Linked DNA regions of Mus musculus: all the other regions are linked to region 1. Evidence: chromatin contacts called from public Micro-C data. All regions are on one chromosome and are shown on one strand. The core of a region is the stretch at or near the end of the contact, and the rest is flanking DNA. Distances in the headings are between cores, read along the strand shown.

Region 1 (4,258 bases), core at 1,412-3,911:
CACATAGTTTTTTTGTTATTTTAGACAAGGCTGTGATGTGTATCTCAAGTGTGTGGATATATTTGTGGGAGGATTTCCTAAAGGCAGAGCTGTGGAGTCAAAGGTACCTTCAATTTTTAGATATTGCCAATTTGCCCTCCATGGATGTTACACTTATTACACTCCAACCAACAATCAGTGAACGTGCCAACTCTCTCATACCCTTTAAACACAGCCTACTGGATTTCCGGTGCTGTGCAATAAATTACCTCATACTTAGTGGCTTATGACAACACTCAGTTATTAGCTCACTGTTTTGTAGATCAGAAGTCGGCTGTGGTCCTGCTAGGAGCCTTATTCAGGAATCTACAGGCTAAGACAGAGGTATTGTCAGGGTTGAAATCTTTCTGGAGGCCATAAGAAAGTCTTTAGTGATGGTTGGCAAAATTCAGGTCTGTTCAGTTGTAGGATGGAGACCTGCCTATTCTTTCTGAAGTCCAGTCAGGGGCCTGCTCTGCATTCTGGACCAGATGACCTCAATACTGCTCGAAACCTTTGTAGTGTTTTGGAATGCTGATCATCTGCTTCCCTTCCTCTCTGGTCTATGTAAAGCACTAAGAGACTTGTATGAAGCTGGGCTTGGTGGTGAAGGCCCACATTCCTGCTACTTTTAAATTTTAAAAACACTTTCTTAAAGATTTATTTTCTTTTGTGTATATATAAGTGTTTTGCCTGCATGTATGTATGTATACTACAATGATGTCTGATGTCTTTGGAGTTCAGAAGAGGGCGTCAGCTTCCTTAGAACTGGAGTTATAGGTGGTTGTGAGCCATCATGTGGGTGCTGGGAAATGAACACAGGTCCTCTCTAAGAGAAGCCCAGGCACTTACTGCTGAGCCATCTCTCTAGCCCCAGTTTCAAACTTTTAGACAATTGCCTGGGAGGCAGATGTAAGGGAATCTAAGATTCAAGGCTCACCTTGGTCACAGAGTGAGCTCAAGATTTTTATATGTTAAGGAGTGTCGCTTTCTTTTAAAATGTTTTCTTTGTGTGTGTGTGCGGTATATGTTTGTGTGCACACATGTGTGCGGGTATGCCTGTGTGGAGGCCAGAGGCTGACATTTAAGTGTTTATTGCATCTTCATACATATGTGTGTGTGTGTGTGTGTGTGTGTGTATAAAAGATAAGCTGTCCTGGAATTCTCTATGTAGACCAGGCTGGCCTAGTATTCACAGAGATCCACCTGTCTCTGTATCCCCATGTGCTGGGAATAAAGCCTTGAGCTATCACACCCAGCTTTTTGTTTTAGAGACAGGGTTTCTCTATGTAGCCCTGGCTGTCCTGGAACTCACTCTGTAGACCAGGTTGCTGCAAACTCAGCGATCCGCCTGCCTCTGCCTACAGAGTGCTGGGATTAAAGGTACGTGCGTGCCACTACTGCCAGGTTTTGAGGATGTTCTTGATGTAGTGAGGATGATCTTGAATTCTTGAGCCTCTCAAGTGCTGATGTAAGAGGCATGTGTCAGCACATCTGGTCTGCCAAGTTCTTTTTTACTGCAGAGATGCAAAGAAATTGCTGTATAAAAGTGAACATACGATATACACAAAACAAAATAAAAATTGAGCCATGTATTATAGCAAGCACCTGTAATGCACATGTGGGATGCTGGGGCAGGAGGATTGAGAATTTGTAGCTAAATGCTCTGCCGTGGAGCTATATCCCTAGGATTGAGAGTTTGAGGCCAGCCTGGTCACAAAAAACAAAGCAACCAAAGAAACAATAACAATAAAAAACAAAACAACAAAACCCCAGTTATCTAGTATAATTGAGATATAGATACCTTGAATTGAAAACTGAACTCTCCGTCTCAGTGGCTACACCTTCTATGTATACCACAAGTCGCCACCATCACACTTCTTTACCATTTCCCCCTTTGAGACAAAGTCTTGTGTAGCTCAGATTGACCTGGAAGTCACTGTGTAGCAGAGAATGGTCTTGAACACATGATCCTCCCGCCTCTACCTCCAGAGGAGTAGCAATAGAGATGCAAACCACCATGTCTGGGTTTACTATTATTATTATTATTATTATTGATTTTTTTGTTTGTTTTTTGTTTTTGTTTTTCGAAACAGGGTTTCTCTGTGTATTCCAGCTGTCCTGGAACTCACTTTATAGACCAGGCTGGCCTCAAACTCAGAAATCCGCCTGCCTCTGTCTCCCGAGTGCTGGGATTAAAGGTGTGTGCCACCACCGCCTGGCTTATTATTGATTTTTATTTCATATGCATTGAAGTTTTGCCTGCTTGTATGTCAGTGTGAGGGTGTTTGAGCCTCTGGAACTGAAGTTACAGACAGTTCTGAGCTGCCATGTGGGTGCTGGGATTTGAAGATCAGTCAGTGCTCTTCACCACTGAGCTACCTCTCCAGCCCCCCACCAGGTCTGCTTTATATCGTGTTGAGATATGAACTTAGGATCTCATGCACACATTCTACCAACCTTGCTACATTTGCAGTCCCCCCCCTTTTTTTTGAGACAGGGTCTTACAGTGTAGCCCAGATAAACTTCTTGTAACCATCTTTCTGCCCTAGCTGTTGAGGCCTGCTCCCCTAGCATAGCTGTAGTCATTTTGTTCCATGCCTGCCAGCTATTTCATATTGTTGCTGCAATATTCCTGGCAGTCACTGACACAGAAGAACAACTTGATTCAGAGCAAGGTCATGCTGATTGCGTATCTTGTTATGTTCTGTTTGAGGTCTGTTAATCGTAAGAAATTCCACAAAGCTTTATCTAGGACCCATCAAATTAAAGGTCAGTATGAACTGTTATGTCTAAAAGGACTTGAGTCAGAGCCGACCACCGGGCAGCACTTCTTGCACCTGCATATGAGCTCGGTGTGGTTTTGGCAGTTTTAGCCTTCATAAGCTAACAGAGAAAGATGTTTGCCTTCATAGCCTTCGCCCAGCATTCTGAGCTATGGCTCTGATCTATCAGTCTTAGGGTGTGCGTTCAGTAAATCATCCCTGTCCGACTGAAATTAGTGTTGGTGTGCTTTGTGGGTGACTCTTTGACCCCAACACTAGCCTCTCAAGCCCTGTCACCTTTTGAGGGGTATCCACCAGAGAAGACTGCTCGGACATGGGTTTAAGCCAATAGAAAGTCTTATTAGCAGGCAGCCACCTACATTGGGTGTTCAGAATCCCAGTGTAGCCCTGAGCTTTTTAACACAAAAGCCTTGTCCTGAGTTGACATACTTCAGTTAACATGCGGAGGCACAACTACAGGAGTAAAAAAGCAAGGTTAGTACATTTTGAGGCTTTCCCAAAATTATGGGCTTTAATGGATCAGGGCTTTGCTTTTGTTTTGGCACGGGGTTGAGTTTTACAGCCTAAATTGTACTCTCATCATGGCGTCAGCTGTGCTAAGGTCTTGGTGCTTACTAAGGTCTAGGTCCTGTACAGTTACATCCAGTTGTACTTCTCATTTTTGTATTATCTCATCTTTGGAAGATGTCTTTGACTTTGATTTTTTTCAGCATTCTGTGGAATTTTGACGAATTTGTATAATTCTGGTAACCAATTTTAAGTGTCTAAGAGAATATACTCGGCACCCAGCGGTTGTGTTATCTATTGATTCTAAACTAAGATTGTCTGGTGTTTTACTTCACAGCGACTCAAGTTGGCCTAAGGTAAAGAACTTAGCCAGGGCAGAATTCCGCCAGGCTTTGGAACGGGAAGAGAGCAGTTTGGCAGCAGCTGGCCAAGGAGCTCTGGGGAGGCAGAGCTGCTGTTTCTGGGAGAGTTGTTGGCAAGGAGAGCCACTCAGTCTCTGTCTCAGGCTATGTAGCAGGCTGGGAACAGACTGAGACCGCCTGTGTCTAGCCAGCAATAGCGTACATTGTTCTTTAACAACTACACGCTACATTTTTCTCCAAGCATATTAAATGTAACAGTTTAGTTTGTGTTTTGAGAAAGGATCTTATGTAGCCCAGGCTGGTTTCAAGATCTCTGTGTAGCTCAGGCTGGTTTCAAGCTCTCAATGTAGCCCAGGCTGGTTTCAAGCTCTCTATGTAGCCCAGGCTGGTTTCAAGCTCTCTATGTAGCCCAGGCTGGTTTCAAGCTCTCTGTGTAGCTCAGGCTGTTTTTGAACTTCTGGTCCCCTGTTTCCACTTCTCATGTTTTGAGATAACAGATATGCGCCAATATACCTAATTTTTAATATCACTTTTATAATTCTTGTACTTGGTTGGGTATGGTGGCACATGTCTTTAATCCCAGCA
Region 2 (4,020 bases), core at 363-2,862, 74 kb after region 1:
AGCATTACTTGATGTTTTCTTGTGTCTTTTGTTGTCTCTTTCCTTCCTTCCTTCCTTCCTTCCTTCCTTCCTTCCTTCCTTCCTTCCTTTCTTCCCCCTTCTCTCTCTCCTTCCCTCCCTCCTTCCTTCCCTCCCTCCCTCCCTCTCTTTCTTTCTTTCTTTCTTTCTTTCTTTCTTTCTTTCTTTCTCTCTCTCTCTCTCTCTCTCTCTCTCTCTCTCTCTTTCTTTCCTTCTTTCTTTCTTTCGAAGCCTCTTTTTTTTTCATTCTCTCCCCATTCTATTAATTTGGTGAGAAAAAAATGGATCATATGCCACATAGAACTTTCTAGTCTATATTTAGCTGACTGTGCATTTGTCTGGTGTCGTTCAATGCATTTCCTCCATCTGTCACATTGCTTTAAACAGTGGTTAGATGTGGAGGTTGAATTGGCTTTGCAATCTTTCTGCTTGTTTTTAGTTTGGTGTGAGTAACATTGGCACCAGAGTTGGCCATTCTCTGTTGTGTTTTTTTTGTTTTTGTTTTGTTGTTGTTGTTGTTGTTGTTGGGGACTAGACCTGGGGCCTTGCATATGTTAGACTCTAACTCTAGCTTTTGATTTGGTTCTGAGACCTTTCACAAGGTCTTGGTTAAGTGAGTCAGGCTGAGTTTAAACTCACCCACTCAGTGGCCCAGCTTTTATTTTGTAATCTTCCTGCTTCAGTCCCCTGAGTAGATAGGATTCTAGGCCAGTGTCACCAGGCCCTGGAGCTGTGTCATTATACTGCATCACATCACACAGGAGGAGGAGGAGGAAGAGGAGGAGGAGGAGGAGGAGGAATAGAATGTTCTGGTCCTGACATTTGGGAGCATGCTTAGATGAAATATTAGAATCCATGATGCTATTGCAATATAATGCCTTTTCCCATTCCATTGTTTTTGTTTGTATGAGCTGTGATTTAAAAAAAAAAAAGTGGTACAGATCCAGCTCAGAGGCTCAGACATGCTGGGCAAGGGCTTTACCATGAAGCCATGCTCTAAGCCCACTATGAATTTATCTATCTATCTATCTATCTATCTATCTATCTATCTATCTATCCACTTTACATCCCAATACCTGTCCCTCTCCTCCCAGTCTCCCTCCCACATCTTCTCCCCCCATTCTTTCTTCTTCTTCTCTGAGAAGGAGAATCTCCCCCTGCCTCCCATCGCCCCAACCTTGGCATATCAAGTCACTGCAGGACTATATGCATCCTTTTCTACTGACACAAGTTTTTCCAGCAACAGGGTTCCCTCATATTGTGCTTTTTTATTGCTTTTATTTCCTTTTCCAGGTCTTAAACAGTTTTATTCATTTCCTTCGACTGTTTAGTTGTATTTTCCTGTATATCTTTAAAGGATTTATTAGTTTCCTCTTTAAAGGCCTGTACATATCTGATTGTATTTTCCTGAAGTTCTCTAAGGGATTTCTTAGTTTCCTCTTTAAAAGCATCAATTATCTTTACAAGGATGTTTTAAAGGTCACTTTCTTGTGCTTTGGTTGGGTTAGGATAGCCAGGGCTTGCTGTAGAGATAGCTTTGCTCTGAAGGTGCCATATTGCCCTGGCTCTTGCTGTTTGTGTTCCCTGGATATTCCTGGTGTAGGAGGTATCAGGAAGGCAGCTCTAATCTGGATGTTTCCCATGCAGCAGGCCTTGGGTGGGCAGCCTTCGACTAGATGTTCTTGATGTAGCAGGCCTGGGTGTTCCTTCTTTGATTGGCTTGATGGGGGCTAGCAGAGCAGTGGCCAGACAATGGAGCTCTGACACAGCCAGCAGCTAGCTCAGAGCAACTGGGCATGCTGTGTCCCAGGAGAAGGGCAGGGGAACTGGTGTCTGGGTGGGGGGCACCTAACCTGGTTTTCATTGTTCAGCAGGCCTGATGGAGGCTGGCAGAGCAGTGGCCAGACCTATAATACTAATTCTTAGCCAAATCCAGGGATGAACGCTGTGAGGATACAATAGAGAAAGTAATTGGATGGAGAGTTATTTCCAATGACAGGACTGTTACCTTATTAGTGGGCATTACCTTATCAGTCCCTATGCTTGACTTTTAACTCTGATTAGGAATATAAATCAGAGAAGATGGAGACAGGAACATTTCTTTATTTGCTTTCTTTCTTTTCGTTGTTGTTGTTTTCTTTTGTTTTTGTTTAATTTCCCCTTAGAACTAGAACTAAGAGATGTCTGTGAGCAGCCATGTGAGTGCTGGGAATTGAATCAGAGTCCTTTACTAAGCCACCTCTCCAGTCCCTCAAACCAATAAAAAAAAAAATTAAAGGCAAGCTAAGGAGGTAAAGGTGGGCAGTTGAGTGATAAGACATAGTTTTATGATTACTGTCAAAGCTGACATCCTGAATCCCTATGGAGGAGGAAGGACAGTGATGAAGATGGCAAGCATGAGAGTTCCTGAGTGAGGTAACAGACATTTCTAGCTTTTTGGAGATTAGTCTTTATTATTTTTATTTATCTGATTGTGTGGATGAATGCCTTATGTGTCCAGATTCCCATAAAGACCAAAAGAGGGCATTGGATGTCCCAGAGATAGAATCACAAGTGGCTATAAGGCAGTCCCCATGAGTAAGTTTGATGGGAATATAAGTGGGGAAGATGCAAACAGAGCTTTTCTTTTGTTTTCTTTCTTTCTTATTGGGGGAAGGGCGTTCCCTCAGAACCAGAGCTAGGAGCTGGCTGTGAGCAGCAATGCGTGTGCTGGGAACCAAACCAGGGTCTTCTGCCAAAGCAGGTGGCCTTAACTGGTGAGCCATTCCTTCAGCCCCCCCGCCCTCCCCCCCAGGTGCTTATCTTTAAAAAAAAAAGTTACGATTTATTTCTTCTGTGGGCATGAATGGGTACCACAGGACCCACGCAGAAGAAAGTCAGAGGAAAATCTGTGGAAATCTGTCCTCTCCCTCCACCATATGGACCACAGGAATTGAACCCAGGTAATTGGGCTTTGTGGCAAATGCCCACTGAGTCATCTTGCTGGCCTGAGATTCATTGTTGACATTCCTGGTGGATATGAAGATATTCAGCTTATAATGATTCATGTAGTCATGCTTTGTTTTGTTTTGCTGTGTCTGTTTAAGTTTTGGCTTTTAGTTTCATCAAACCTTCCCTCACAACCCACAAGGACTTTCTCTTGATGTTTTAGCACTCAGAAAAACATTGAGATGCTATTGTTTGGGGTTTTTGTTTGCTTGTTTTTGTTTTGTTCCTTTTAAGATGGGATTTCTCTGGTAGCCTACTATCTTGGAACTCACTCTATATTTCAGGCTGGCCTAGAACTCAGAGATCCACCTGCCTCTGCTTCCCAAGTGCTGTGATTAAATGTGTGTGGCACCACCAGCCTTAACATTTCTTATTGTGTATCATAGAAGGCTGAAACAGAAATTGCAACAGGCTCTCAAATGAGTCCAAACTGGACATGCATACTGCCACAGACCCTCTGGGTCCCTATGTTTGTGTGGAATGGGTCTCTAGTCGCAGGTGGGCAAAGCGTTGGATGAAATTGCAGACAGTAAGACAGCACACAGGAGAGGTTGTGTAGAATCTGAATTTATTTGTCAGGTCGAGCATCGAACTTTTTATAGTACAGAGAATACAGGGGGTTGGAAGTCACAGCAGGCAAGGTACATTGAAGTTACCAAGTACAAAAAAGGAATGACTTCAAAAGGATTTACAGGAACCAGGTAAATGTTTACAGTAAAGATAAAGCAGTCCTGCCTAGGATCAGCTTAGTGACAGGCAAAGATTTCACACTCTAGTGTTATACCTTTGAACCTTGTGAAGGCCAGCACCAGGGGGTTCTGCTCTTGGCAGACCTCATGAATAATGCAATATCACAACCCCCCTAATTTCCTAGGCCTTGCTAAATTCTTATATGAGCATAACTTTTAAGTATCAGGAGATTCTCCATTTGTCAGAAGAATTCACCAACTTGCTTTTAATATGCAATGTAGCCTTACTGAAGATTTCTATCTCAGTGAGATTCCCTGGCTCTTT
Region 3 (3,963 bases), core at 465-2,964, 100 kb after region 1:
AGCAGGGAGGAGAGGAGAGGAGAGGAGAGGAGAGGAGAGGAGAGGAGAGGAGAGGAGAGAAGAGGAGACAAGAGAAGACAAGAGAAGACAAGAGAAGAAAAGAGAAGAGAAGAGAAGGGAAGAGAGTCACATATAATCCAGGGTGGCTTCAAATACAGTTCTTCTGCTTCAGCCTCTTGTGTGCGGGCTTTTAGTTATGCATTGTTAGTCGTACCACCAATGATATACTCTCTATAATGTTATATATATTTTAATTTTACTTCAAACTATGTTTATAATTGAAATAGAATCATACCACTTTCCTCCCTCTAGCACTTTCCAGCTACCCTTCCCTGATGCCCTCCTATGTCCTCGTATACTCCTAAGTAGATAGCATATTTTATTTATTGTTACATACATATTTGTGTGCATGTGAGTATGAAATATGCACGCGCGTGTGCACACACACACACACACACATATCCAACCTGCTCAGTCCATTTTTGTTGGTGATGTGTGTGTGTGTGTGTGTGTGTGTGTATGTGTGTTCAAGGCTGACCATTCTGCATTAGACAACCAATTAAGGATGCTCATTACTGGGAGAGGCTAGTCATCTTTCCCAAAGCCATTAGTTGCCTGTAGGTAGCTCTTTGCCTAAGGATGGGGCCTGGTGGATTTCCCCTTCCCTGAGAACATGTCTGTGATATTACCTTTGTTCTGGTTTGTTTATGCAGTCATTTGTAGGAGAGACCATTTCACAGCAGACTTCCTTCTCTTCATCGATGCTCCCTGAGTCATAGATGCAGGAGTGGTGGTGTAGGTGTATCCATTGGGCCTGAGCTCCCTAGAATCTATTGCTCCAGTTGTGGTTTTCTGTGGTAGCCTCCATTTGCTGTAAGGAGAGGGTTCTTTCACGAGGAACGGTAGCCACATGTATCCAGGAAAGGCGACTCTCAAACCTAACAGGATTTTAAATTCAAGTCCAGGTGAGGAAAATGTTTTAAAGCTCACCCATTTTTTCAAATAGACGCCTCAGGGGTTTTGTGGGGTGGAAGATCCCATCCCATCTCAGGCCCGACAGACTTCTTTGTCCCTAGATCCATTCCTTTGACAGGTGGAAAGTGGAAGCCTTTGTATCTTTTCTTTGCTGGTCAGCTTCAAGCTCTAGCCTCGTGTATGTCTGTCAAACACTAATTTTCTAAGTGGCAAAAGGTGCCTATCTGAGAGCAGCAGGGAGGCCCAAGCCTCTCCCAGCATTTGTTTTTCTGACAGGTCATCAGCAGAGACTCAGTTGCCTGGTGGCTCAACATTGCACAGACTCAGGTATCTTCGATGGCTTGTCTTCTGAAATCAGATGTTCCGGGATCTTTTGCCTGCCTTGAATACCTGTGATAAGAGAATTCTGAAACTCTCTAAATTAAGTTACAGGCCAGAGAATGGAGGAAGAGATCAGATGAGATTATTTTAACTGACAGCTTCCAGCTAAATCAACAAAGAAAAGGACAAATCTGCTGCACTGCATTGTTGCCCTGTGTGCCGAAGACTACCCATTGAAGGTCACCTCACTTTCAGCTTTCAGAACGGACTTGCCAAAATGCAGCAATTCTGCTATGGACTGACTAACCCTTCACTCCTGGGACTCTGCCCAATTCCTCTTATCCTAGTCCTTCTGATCACAGATCAGAACAATTCCTTTCTTCCCCCTAACATTTTATTCTAAAGCCTCTAGCTCCTTAGGTCCATAACTACTGATTTCAACTGTTGTCTGGCCGTGCTGCTGGTGGCTTAGGAAACCTGTCCCAGGACCTCTTTCACCTCTTAGCATGTGTCAGCGCCATCAACCATTGTTTCAGAGGCCTCTTTGAGACTGGGACATTGATTTGATACTTGGCAGTTCCCTGCTGCATTGAGTTTGGGTCTTTTCCTTGGGCAAGGCAGATGGGCCTACAGCTCTATTTTTGGAGGCCACAGAGAGTGGCGATTTCACATGCAGCTCCTGGAACGTGCATTTTGGAGTATTAGGGCAGCGAGTCTGTTGAGAAGCACAGCAGAAGAAATCCTGGGCCAACCCTTTATGTGCTGTGTCAGACTGGCTTATTATCCACCCTCCTGACTCCAGGGTCAGTCAGGTGAGTAGGTCACTGAAGGACCCTCTCCAGAGGGACTTTTGGCAGGCTGTCCTTTGACCAGGGCAGCTAGCCTTCCAGCGACTTCAGGTGCGTGACTAAGATTTCCGGCTCAGGCGTGCCCCGGGCCTTTCCGGGCCAGGCAGCCGCCCCCGCGCCGCCATGCTGGAGCCTGCTTCCTGGCGGGGACGATAAGATAGGTTGCGGTGGCACTGGTCCAGCGCTGGAGCTTCAGCGCCCTCTGATGGGCAAGCCTGGGAGGGCGGGGCCCATGCTCGGATGCCCCGCCCCACCAGACCTTGGGAGCGGGCGGGGCTGCAGCACGGGTTACCCGCAGTGGCTGTCCAGGTTTCGCAAGGACGTGACCTTGAGAGGGAAAAAGTCCCCTGGTGCGTCACGAGTGGTTGCTAACCCGGGCTAGCGAGCTGAACTAGTTTTCGAAATCCAGAGAGGTGGGAAGGAATAGGGACTTAAACGTTCATACTGGGGACTCGTGGCCAGCTGCCCCTCTACGACCGACCGCCAAGGCACGCTTTGTGCGCAGGACCCGGAATCCGGTACGAGCCTGCATCCCGACTTTGTCTGGGCCTGTCCTTGGGGTGACGTCATTCTGAGAGTCAGCAGAATAAGTAGCGTCCCCTGCTGCAGTCCAGAGCTAAGGCTGTGAATTCAGGTCGATTCCCCCAGCCCTACAAGGAGCCAGGGATTCCAACAAAAGGATGGTTTCAGCTAAGGCAGTTTAGGGGTGCCTCATCCTGATCTCACATAGGCAGTGAGGGTGACTCTTTGGCTTCTTACTGGAATCTCAGGAGAGAAAACAAAAAAAAAAAAAAAACAACAAAAGCAAAACAACAAAAACCAACCATAACCTAGGCGACCAATTCCTTGCTCTGCCTTCAGCATTGTAACCTCAAGTTTTCTGAAGAAGCTTCGTCTGATTAGAACAACTTGGTGTGGAATTTTGTGAAAAGAGGAGAGTCAAAATTGACTTATTTTAGAACCTTTAATAACCATTTACTTTATTTTTTTATATCTGACCCAACATGTGTGTGTGTGTGTGTGTGTGTGTGTGTGTGTGTGTGTACGTGAATGGATGGCTCATGCCCACCAGTGCACTTGTGGAGTGCATGTGGAATCCAAAAGACAACCTTGGGTGCCCTTCCTCAGAAGACATCCAATTGATTTATTTTGAGACTTGTCTGAAGCTTGCTAAGTAGGCTGGCTTGGCTGGCTTGGCTGGCTAGTGATCTGTCTGTTTCTGTTACCATGTTGGGTTGTTTTTTTTTTTTTTTTTAATGTGGTTTCTGGGGATCCAACTCAGATTTACTGAGTAAGCTATCTTCCCAGCCATGACCTAAATTCTTTACAAATTAAAAAAAAAGTGTTTGTATTTGTGTGTGTAGGTGTGTGTGCCACCTTGCATGAGTGGAAATCAAAAACCAACTTACAGGATTCTCTCCCTCCACCATATGGGTCTGGGGGGAATCCAACTCAGGTTATCAGGTTTGGCAGCAAGCACTCTTAATAGCCGAGCCATTTTACAGGCTCCTGGCCCAACGTTCTTGTTCAGAGAAGCCCTCATCAGTATATCACAGAACTTAGCAGACCTTTGACCTCCACCTACCCTAAAACAAAGCACTCTAGATGACACATACCTATGGAGCAGCTTTGTGGCTGTGCAGTTGCCAGGCTACATGATGTTCCTACCAATGTAATTGAAAGTTTATTGACTTACAACTTTACATTCTTCTGTGACTATACAGTTCATGTCATCTCTTCTACTGTGGAATGTGACATTCAAGGTTCCCAGGCCATATGACTCAGAATAAACTATTTTCTTACTTCCTTTATGTCAACA

The links. Hi-C and Micro-C count contacts between places; a contact is called where the count stands out from the background.
Region 2: a Micro-C map of granulosa cells shows a contact between it and region 1, with 2.6 times the contacts expected there. The contact joins two enhancer-like sites. A contact is called at or near these places in 8 of 484 Hi-C or Micro-C datasets (B cells, CD4 T cells, the HPC-7 cell line and 4 more) and 6 of 115 datasets of contacts at active chromatin or transcription factors (double positive thymocytes, embryonic stem cells and epiblast stem cells).
Region 3: a contact with region 1 is called in a Micro-C map of granulosa cells, with 2.0 times the contacts expected there. The contact joins the promoter of Nyx here to the enhancer-like site in region 1. A contact is called at or near these places in 14 of 39 promoter capture datasets (the 3T3-L1 cell line, 3T3-L1-derived adipocytes, cranial neural crest and 7 more), 32 of 484 Hi-C or Micro-C datasets (the AML12 cell line, B cells, the Ba/F3 cell line and 16 more), 13 of 115 datasets of contacts at active chromatin or transcription factors (T-cell acute lymphoblastic leukemia, acute myeloid leukemia, embryonic fibroblasts and 4 more) and 3 of 9 other capture datasets (adipose tissue, embryonic stem cells and liver).

Annotation. Positions count from the first base shown.
Region 1 is chrX:13,357,935-13,362,192 of GRCm38.p6, forward strand. No RefSeq gene overlaps it. Among named protein-coding and RNA genes, the nearest start is that of Gm34661, 12 kb to the left of the region's middle. Within about 2 kb of position 2,662, at least 4 of the 459 cell types and tissues checked have an H3K27ac peak or open chromatin away from gene starts, as enhancers often do. A contact at or near this core is called in granulosa cells, where this site is marked.
Region 2 is chrX:13,433,244-13,437,263 of GRCm38.p6, forward strand. No RefSeq gene overlaps it. Among named protein-coding and RNA genes, the nearest start is that of Nyx, 26 kb to the right of the region's middle. Within about 2 kb of position 1,613, at least 2 of the 459 cell types and tissues checked have an H3K27ac peak or open chromatin away from gene starts, as enhancers often do. A contact at or near this core is called in granulosa cells, where this site is marked.
Region 3 is chrX:13,459,376-13,463,338 of GRCm38.p6, forward strand. It overlaps Nyx (nyctalopin), which reads left to right and starts at 1,715. Exons shown (of 4, transcript NM_173415.5): 1 at 1,715-2,108.